2 separate regions of the Mus musculus genome follow, and region 1 is linked to region 2. A link is a contact called in public HiChIP or PLAC-seq data. All regions are on one chromosome and are shown on one strand. The core of a region is the stretch at or near the end of the contact, and the rest is flanking DNA. Distances in the headings are between cores, read along the strand shown. Region 1 overlaps Fosl2 (fos-like antigen 2). Region 2 holds the start of Mrpl33 (mitochondrial ribosomal protein L33).

Region 1 (3,428 bases), core at 794-3,293, 540 kb after region 2:
CCCTGAGGGCATCTCTCACCACCAGCCCAGAACATCTCTTCTGAATCCTCCCGACTGTCCTCCCCTCTTCCCAGAAGTCTCACACCCTACCTCTCCAGCTCCCCCGCATCCTGACCCAGCTACCCAGGCTCTGAGGCACAGCCTCCACAGGAACCTCTGACATTCATCAGACCCTTGAGACAGAGGGAAACTTTTTTTTTTTCTTCACTCGGGAATACACCGTAGTGTGCTTAATGAAGCTCTTGCCTGTATCTCTGCATTTGTGAATGGGAATCTTCATTAGAGAAAAAGTGGGGAGGAGCCTGGTGACCCATACCTCCCCCCCCACCCTACCCCCACCATTCTGATCCACAGGCACTGACAGCTGCTCTGTCTTTGTATTAAGGAGGGGAGCGGAGGCCCCCATGGTGACCTTAGCATCCCCACAGGCTCTCACAGTCTGTCATCTCTCTATTGGGTACATTGTGGAGCTAAATGTGCTGCTTGGAGTCTCTGGTTTAGGGAACGTCAGAAACTAAAGAGAGGGAAGATCCAGCAGGAATTGCCTGGGCATTTATTACAAGTCAGGTGCTGTCTGTTTCAGTCCCATCCCCCCCCGGGGGGGTGGCGGGGGGGGGTAGAGGGCTGTCATGGGGGTCTGCTCTTGTGCAGCTCAGGCTGTGTGCGCTGGTGGGCTGAGATGGTAAAGAAGAATTGAGTAGAGTCTTCCTTTCGCTATGAGTATCCCAGTCTAACCTGTGGCACCACAAGGGTTGAATGCAGTAACATGCAAAAGCTGGAGTCACGTGCCCTGGGATTCAAACCTGGGTAACTCTGCCAGCTCTGTAACTTTGAGCAAATGACCAAACTTCTCTGAACTTTGGTTTTCTCCTCTTCAAAACGGGTGGATGATAACATCTGCTTTCAGAAACTTCTAGAGGGTTAAATGAGATTATCTGTGAAATATGTGACCTAGTGACAGGCATGAAGTAAGCGCTCAGTTACAGCAGCTCCAGATGTTAATTCACCTGCTGGACAAGCCGTCTTTGCTCCTTCAGAAGTAAAGCGATATGAGCCACCATGTGACTCACACCCAGTTAACTCTCTGGCCAGGTGTGTGAGACGCTTGTGGTAGGTCTCCCGAGGACACCTCAGATCTCCCTTTCATGCCTGGACTGGGCTTGTCCCACAGGTCAGCCTGTAGGCTTCTGTCCCTCATACCCTTCTTTCCCCTTGCAGGAGACCGAGGAGCTGGAAGAGGAGAAGTCTGGGCTGCAGAAAGAGATTGCTGAGCTGCAGAAGGAGAAGGAGAAGCTAGAGTTCATGTTGGTGGCTCACGGCCCCGTGTGCAAAATCAGCCCCGAGGAACGCCGATCGCCCCCCACCTCCGGGCTGCAGTCCTTGCGCGGTACGGGCAGTGCCGTTGGCCCCGTGGTGGTGAAGCAGGAGCCTCCCGAAGAGGACAGCCCCTCTTCCTCAGCAGGGATGGACAAGACCCAGCGCTCTGTCATCAAGCCCATCAGCATCGCCGGGGGTGGTTTCTACGGGGAAGAGCCTCTGCACACCCCCATCGTGGTGACCTCCACGCCTGCCATCACTCCCGGCACTTCAAACCTTGTCTTCACCTACCCCAATGTCCTGGAGCAGGAGTCGCCTTCGTCGCCCTCAGAGTCCTGCTCCAAGGCTCACCGCAGAAGCAGTAGCAGTGGGGACCAGTCATCAGACTCCTTGAACTCCCCCACACTTCTAGCCCTGTAACCCTGTGCTCCTCTGGCCAGCTCTGGAGGAATCCTCATCCATCATTACCACACCCTTCCCAGGGACCAGCACCTTTAAGCACTCCAGGGCCTTGAGGGAATAAGGGGCCCCTGGCTCTGGGGACCCACCCGGTGGGACTTAGTGGTGAGACACTGGTTGATCTCTTAGAAGCCCTGGGACACGCCCTCCCTCATTCATCTTGCAAGCGAAGCGAATCCTTTTTCTTGAGAAGCCTCAGAGAACTTGGTTTGTGGACTCAGACGCGCCTGCGGCTACCCCCACCTCACCCCACCCCCCCCTCTTCTGAAGCCCCGCCCCCTGGAGCTGGCCCGGATGGTTTCTGTCCCTTTGTTATCCGTTGTCTCTGAAGTGGACAGTATCCTTTCCTGCCCCGCCAAGCATGCTCAGTGCCTTTTGGTTTCCCCTCCTTCCCCTAGATTCAGTTTTGCTCCCTCTGGGTTTTTATAAGATTTGCCATGACATTTCATCTGGGTGGTCCAGATAGTAAAGCGCTTTTATTTCTGGAGCTGGGGAAGCAGATGACTCTTCCACTGGGGCGGAAGGGGCACCCACTGTGTCCCGAAGGGGCAGTCAAAGTGCAATATTATTGAAACTTCCCTCCCTACACACCCAGTGCGCTGTGGTTACAGACCGTGGGCTCCCTGAGTTCTGCCGGTGAGCTGCCGTCACTGGGATGCGCCAAGGACCTTTCCTCCCCGGTCTCAGAGATGCACATCTCTTTGAGGATCGGCTTGGCTGGAAGACAGGGTGTGAGTGCGACAACAGGGGCACAGGTTGGGTTTGCCAAACGTCTAATTACCAAGCCAGGATTTGTGCCAACAAAGCCACATGGCTGTCCTAGTGAGCTTCCTTTCTTACCTGTCTTGAGCTGGGCGTCTCTTTAATTACTGCCTCTGCCCCGGACCCTTCTCTCTAGACTTGGGAAGCACTCCTTCCTAGAAGCCACACATCACTCCAAGGCTCAGCTGGGCGCTGCTCATCCCCAACTCTCATAGTGACATCACCTGTGGATATTTAATGAGTGTGGGATGCGGGGTCTGCGGTAGAGATGGTTTCTGGCAGCCGCAGCAGCCCCAGGTACCTAGCCTCCCCTGGCTGCTCTCCTGTCAGTGAGATGCAGGAGCCGCCCTCTGCTCTCAGTGGTCTCTGCTACTGATGAATCCAGTGGGTTTCCTTTCATATTCTCCTGGCCAACTCCAGAGTGGCCTCCTAACCCAGCAGGCCCACCCCTCTGGGAGTCGTTGGTCTCCACCAGTTTTGTTAGGCTTTGAGTGTCTATTCGGTTCCTATCAAAGCTAGTGTGTATTCCTTTCCACTACAGAAGAACCATCACTCTCATGGGTGTCCCAGCCTCCAGCAAGGGCACAGCTCTGTCCCCTGCCTTTCTCTCCCTTTGTCCCCACTGCATGTTGACACAAGTATGGAAGTGGAGCCTGGTTAGAACTTGTTTCTAGTGCTAATGCTCTGACCTAGTATTTCCATTGGAGATCACTGTCCAGCCATCTAAAGCCCTGTTATTCGAGTCAAGCTTATCCCCATTTTTGAGAGAGAAGGGGTACCTTCACAGACCGATGCCCTTCTTACCCCAAGTTCCCATAAACACTTGCATGCAGAAGCACACAGGACACAGGGACCATGTGGGAAGCATGCTCAGCCTAGCAGAGCTGAAA
Region 2 (3,551 bases), core at 395-2,894:
AGTTCAGGTGGAAAGAAAAACTAAATCTGGAATTACATCTGTATCAGTAACATCTTAATCAAGTCACCAGCTGCCAGCACTGTGTTAGGTGTAAATAACAGGCAGATGTACCTAATGGGAGGAGAAAGTAATTGCCTCCTTCACACTCCATTCAAGCATTCAAGAGACATGGTATCTTTTTTGTGTTCCTGTGTTATATGTGTGTACATGTGAACTGGCACACATGAACATATGTGCATGTGTGGAGGACAGGCCAATGTTGCTTTCTCTCTACCCTATTTAATTTTTTTGGAGATAGGATCTTTACTGAACCTGGAACTCTCTGATTTAGCTAGACTAGCACTAAGTACATGCCTGCCATATTTGAAAATTTAAAATATGACCTCCAGATTTTGAAGATTTGGATTCAAGACCTAGACTTTCCACTAATAACTGGAACAGCCTTGGCCAAGTTAGTTATTCTTATCCTTGGATTCCTCACATGGAAATGGAAATACAGCATTGCTGAGAAGATCACTTAAGACAACAACAACAACAACAACAACAACAACAACAACAACAACAACAGGCCAGAGAGGATTGCTTAGCCACTATGAATATTTGTTGCTCTTGTATGGGAGTAGGGTTTGCTTTCCAGTACCCACATGGTGGCTCACAACTATCATAACACTCTGGTTCCAGATTTGAAGCATGATGCTAAACTTCTCAGGTACCAGGCACACAAGTGGTACACAAATATACAAGCAAGCAAAACACTCAGGCGTAAAAATAAATTATAATATAGGGAGAGTCATTATAAACACACAAATTAAGCAAAACAACAGCAAAAATAATAAAATCCTGATTATTAATTGGGAGATGAAGTTACCAGTGAGGTCCCTGGTGGTGGAGTTAGGACTTCTTGCACAGGCATAAAAATATTGCTGGGCAAATGGTAGATCAGAGTACAATATCCAGAGACTACCCCACCCGGGGATCCATCCCATAATCAGCCATCAAACCCAGACACTATTGCATATGCCAGAAAGATTTTGCTGAAGGGACCCTGGTATAGCTGTCTCGTATGAGGCTATGCCAGTGCCTGGCAAATACAGAAGTGGATGCTCATAGTCATCTATAAGATGGAACATAGGGCCCCCAATGGAGAAGCTAGAGAAAGCACCCAAGGAGCTGAAGGGGTCTGCAACCCTATAGGTGGAACAACACTATGAACTAACCAGTACCCCCAGAGCTCGTATCTCTAGCTGCATATGTATCAGAAGATGGCCTAGTCGGCCATCACTGGGAAGAGAGGCCCCTTGGTATTGCAAACTTTATATGCCCCAGTACAGGGTGGGTAGGGGAGCATATAGGGAACTTTCGGGCTAGCATTTGAAATGTATATAAAGAAAATATATAATAAAATTAAAAAAAAAAAAAGATAGATCAGTGTCTCTTGGGAAAGGCTACATGTTTTGGAGCCAGGCAGATCTGGGTATTGTGATATTTGGCAGTATTATCTTTTGTATGGAGGGGGGGTCCTTCCCATAATACCACAAAATTCACTACCAATAAATCACTGAGTCAGAGACTGCCCGAACTTCAGGGGAGGGCGTGGCTTCTGTCCACTTCCTGAGCCTTCTACCGGAACCCGCGCATGCCCCGGAAGTAGTCGTTGAGCTCTTTAGGCGGGTCTCGGTGAGAATCGGTGGACCATGCTGCTCTCCGCTGTCTCTTGTAAGTCGGTCTGAGGCGGCGGCAGGGCCTGCGGCGTGGAGCCGAGGCGGTGACCCGCAGGTCCCGAGGTGGAGCCCGGAGGGGTGGAGGACCTGGCGCGGCGGCTGCCACCCCGCGGCGCGCCTCCGGGTCTGGTGAGAAGGCGGCGGGAGCCCCGTCGCCCTCTGCAGGGGTGTCCGAAGAATGTCTACTGGCCGCTGTGGTATTACCCCGCTGCCTGGCTCCTGGCTGACATCCTGATTAGAGTTAGCATCTCAGGCGACTTTGCTGCAGTCTGTAAAGTTCAAACAAGAGCTGTGTTGCAGTACAAATATTTACACTATAGAAGGGTGGGGATAGAGCAGATATTACTTAGAACGATGTTAAGATGGCAGACAACTGTTGATTATACCAAGACAACAACAACAACAAAACATTCATAATTGTGTGGGCCAGACTCACACCAGGAAAAAGTTATTTTAGTGTAAAGTGGGGAATACTTTTAAAGTGTTTTTGGTTACAACTAATGTTGATAAGCACTTCGAATGAAAAAAATAACAACCTTATCTTTTTTCTTTCTTCCAACCTTTACACACACAAGTTGCCAAGAGCAAGTCAAAGTAAGTAAGGTTTTTGTTTTATTGGCCCAGTGTTTGGGTTTGATCTCCCAAGAGTTGATCTGGGGTTATTTATTTGGTTAATTATTTTGTTGATGTGAGCACCTTGGGGGAAAAGTCCTTTGATGGTGCTACCATTGACAGTTCGATCCTGGGTTGCAGATACATAAGCTGAGAATGCATCTGATATACCAAAACCACAGATCATGTCGCTTAGCAACCCTGCTTCCTCTTCCCTTTGTGGCTGGTAGGAAGCCGAGGTACCCGTTACTAACTGGGGAAGAGAGCACAGTGGGAAATGTGGCCTCTTGCAAAGCAGTGCATTTGCACTGGGTAAACTGAGGATGTAAGTTGAGGACTGTGCTGTCTCCCTTCTGTCCCAGGGAGTATTCACAGCCTTTGTGTAAAGGAACTTTGCTTCTGGTCTCACCTCAGAATCTATTAGTTCATTGCTTTGCTCCTAAAGCAAGCATCAGGCTGGTGATCTGTTTGGCTCTACCTAACCAGAGCCATTTGCCTGAGTCTTCTGCAGGAATCTACAGATGAGCTCTGATTTGATGGAAACCTAGAGCCTGTTTATAGAAGTCAGTCCAAGCACTAGAAAGATTGCAGAGCTAAGCGTTAGGCAGCTGGAACTGAGAGGCTAGACCTGTGCCTTGCCTATGGGCCAGTCCATCTGTTCCATAATTTCAGCCCTAGGAGGCACAGACTTAGTGTCTTGTAGGGCTCCTCACAGAGTAAGTACCCCATAGAGACTTGTTGAATCCGTGTGACTGAATGGATAATTATGTTAATTATATAACCCTCTCTCCCCTCCAGTACTGGGCATTGAACCTAGGCCCATGCTGGGCACAAGCTCTCTTCCTGAATTCTGTTCAGCCTCATATTTGTTTTTCTAAGTTTTCAGACTCAATGAGTTGCCCAGGTTGGCCTTGAACTTGTGAACTTCCTGCTCCAGCCTCCTAAGTGGTTAGGGTTATTGGCCTGTACCACCATACCTAGCATCATTGTCTTTCTTGTTCCATCAACAAATACTGTAGTCTTCAGGGGCATTGTTTGAGGAGTAATGTGGCCTTCTTGGCTTTATTTTGTTTTGAGACAGGATCTCAGTCTGTGGTCCAGGTTGATCCTCCTGTCTCAGCCTTCAGAGTGCTGAAATTATAGATGTGAGCCTCCATGCCCGATTGTGGTTTCAAGTGCTTCAGATGTGTAATGGCATGACGAATGGCTTATGTGGGG

Evidence for each region. HiChIP or PLAC-seq counts read pairs in DNA pulled down with a chosen protein or histone mark.
Region 1: a contact with region 2 is called in an H3K4me3 HiChIP or PLAC-seq map of embryonic midbrain, with 9 times the contacts expected there. The contact joins the enhancer-like site here to the promoter of Mrpl33 in region 2. A contact is called at or near these places in 1 of 39 promoter capture datasets (macrophages), 1 of 15 datasets of contacts at CTCF or cohesin (the NIH/3T3 cell line), 29 of 484 Hi-C or Micro-C datasets (the AtT-20 cell line, B cells, CD8 T cells and 21 more), 23 of 115 datasets of contacts at active chromatin or transcription factors (CD4 T cells, the HPC-7 cell line, astrocytes and 18 more) and 5 of 9 other capture datasets (adipose tissue, embryonic stem cells, embryonic tail and 2 more).

Annotation. Positions count from the first base shown.
Region 1 is chr5:32,151,453-32,154,880 of GRCm38.p6, forward strand. Fosl2 (fos-like antigen 2) reads left to right here. Exons shown (of 4, transcript NM_008037.4): 4 at 1,219-3,428. The coding sequence ends at 1,737. Among named protein-coding and RNA genes, the nearest start is that of Fosl2, 17 kb to the left of the region's middle. Within about 2 kb of position 2,044, at least 7 of the 459 cell types and tissues checked have an H3K27ac peak or open chromatin away from gene starts, as enhancers often do.
Region 2 is chr5:31,612,307-31,615,857 of GRCm38.p6, forward strand. It overlaps Mrpl33 (mitochondrial ribosomal protein L33), which reads left to right and starts at 1,645. Exons shown (of 4, transcript NM_025796.3): 1 at 1,645-1,716; 2 at 2,297-2,315. The coding sequence starts at 1,695. All of the region lies in intron 2 of Gm38424 (a long non-coding RNA gene), which reads left to right.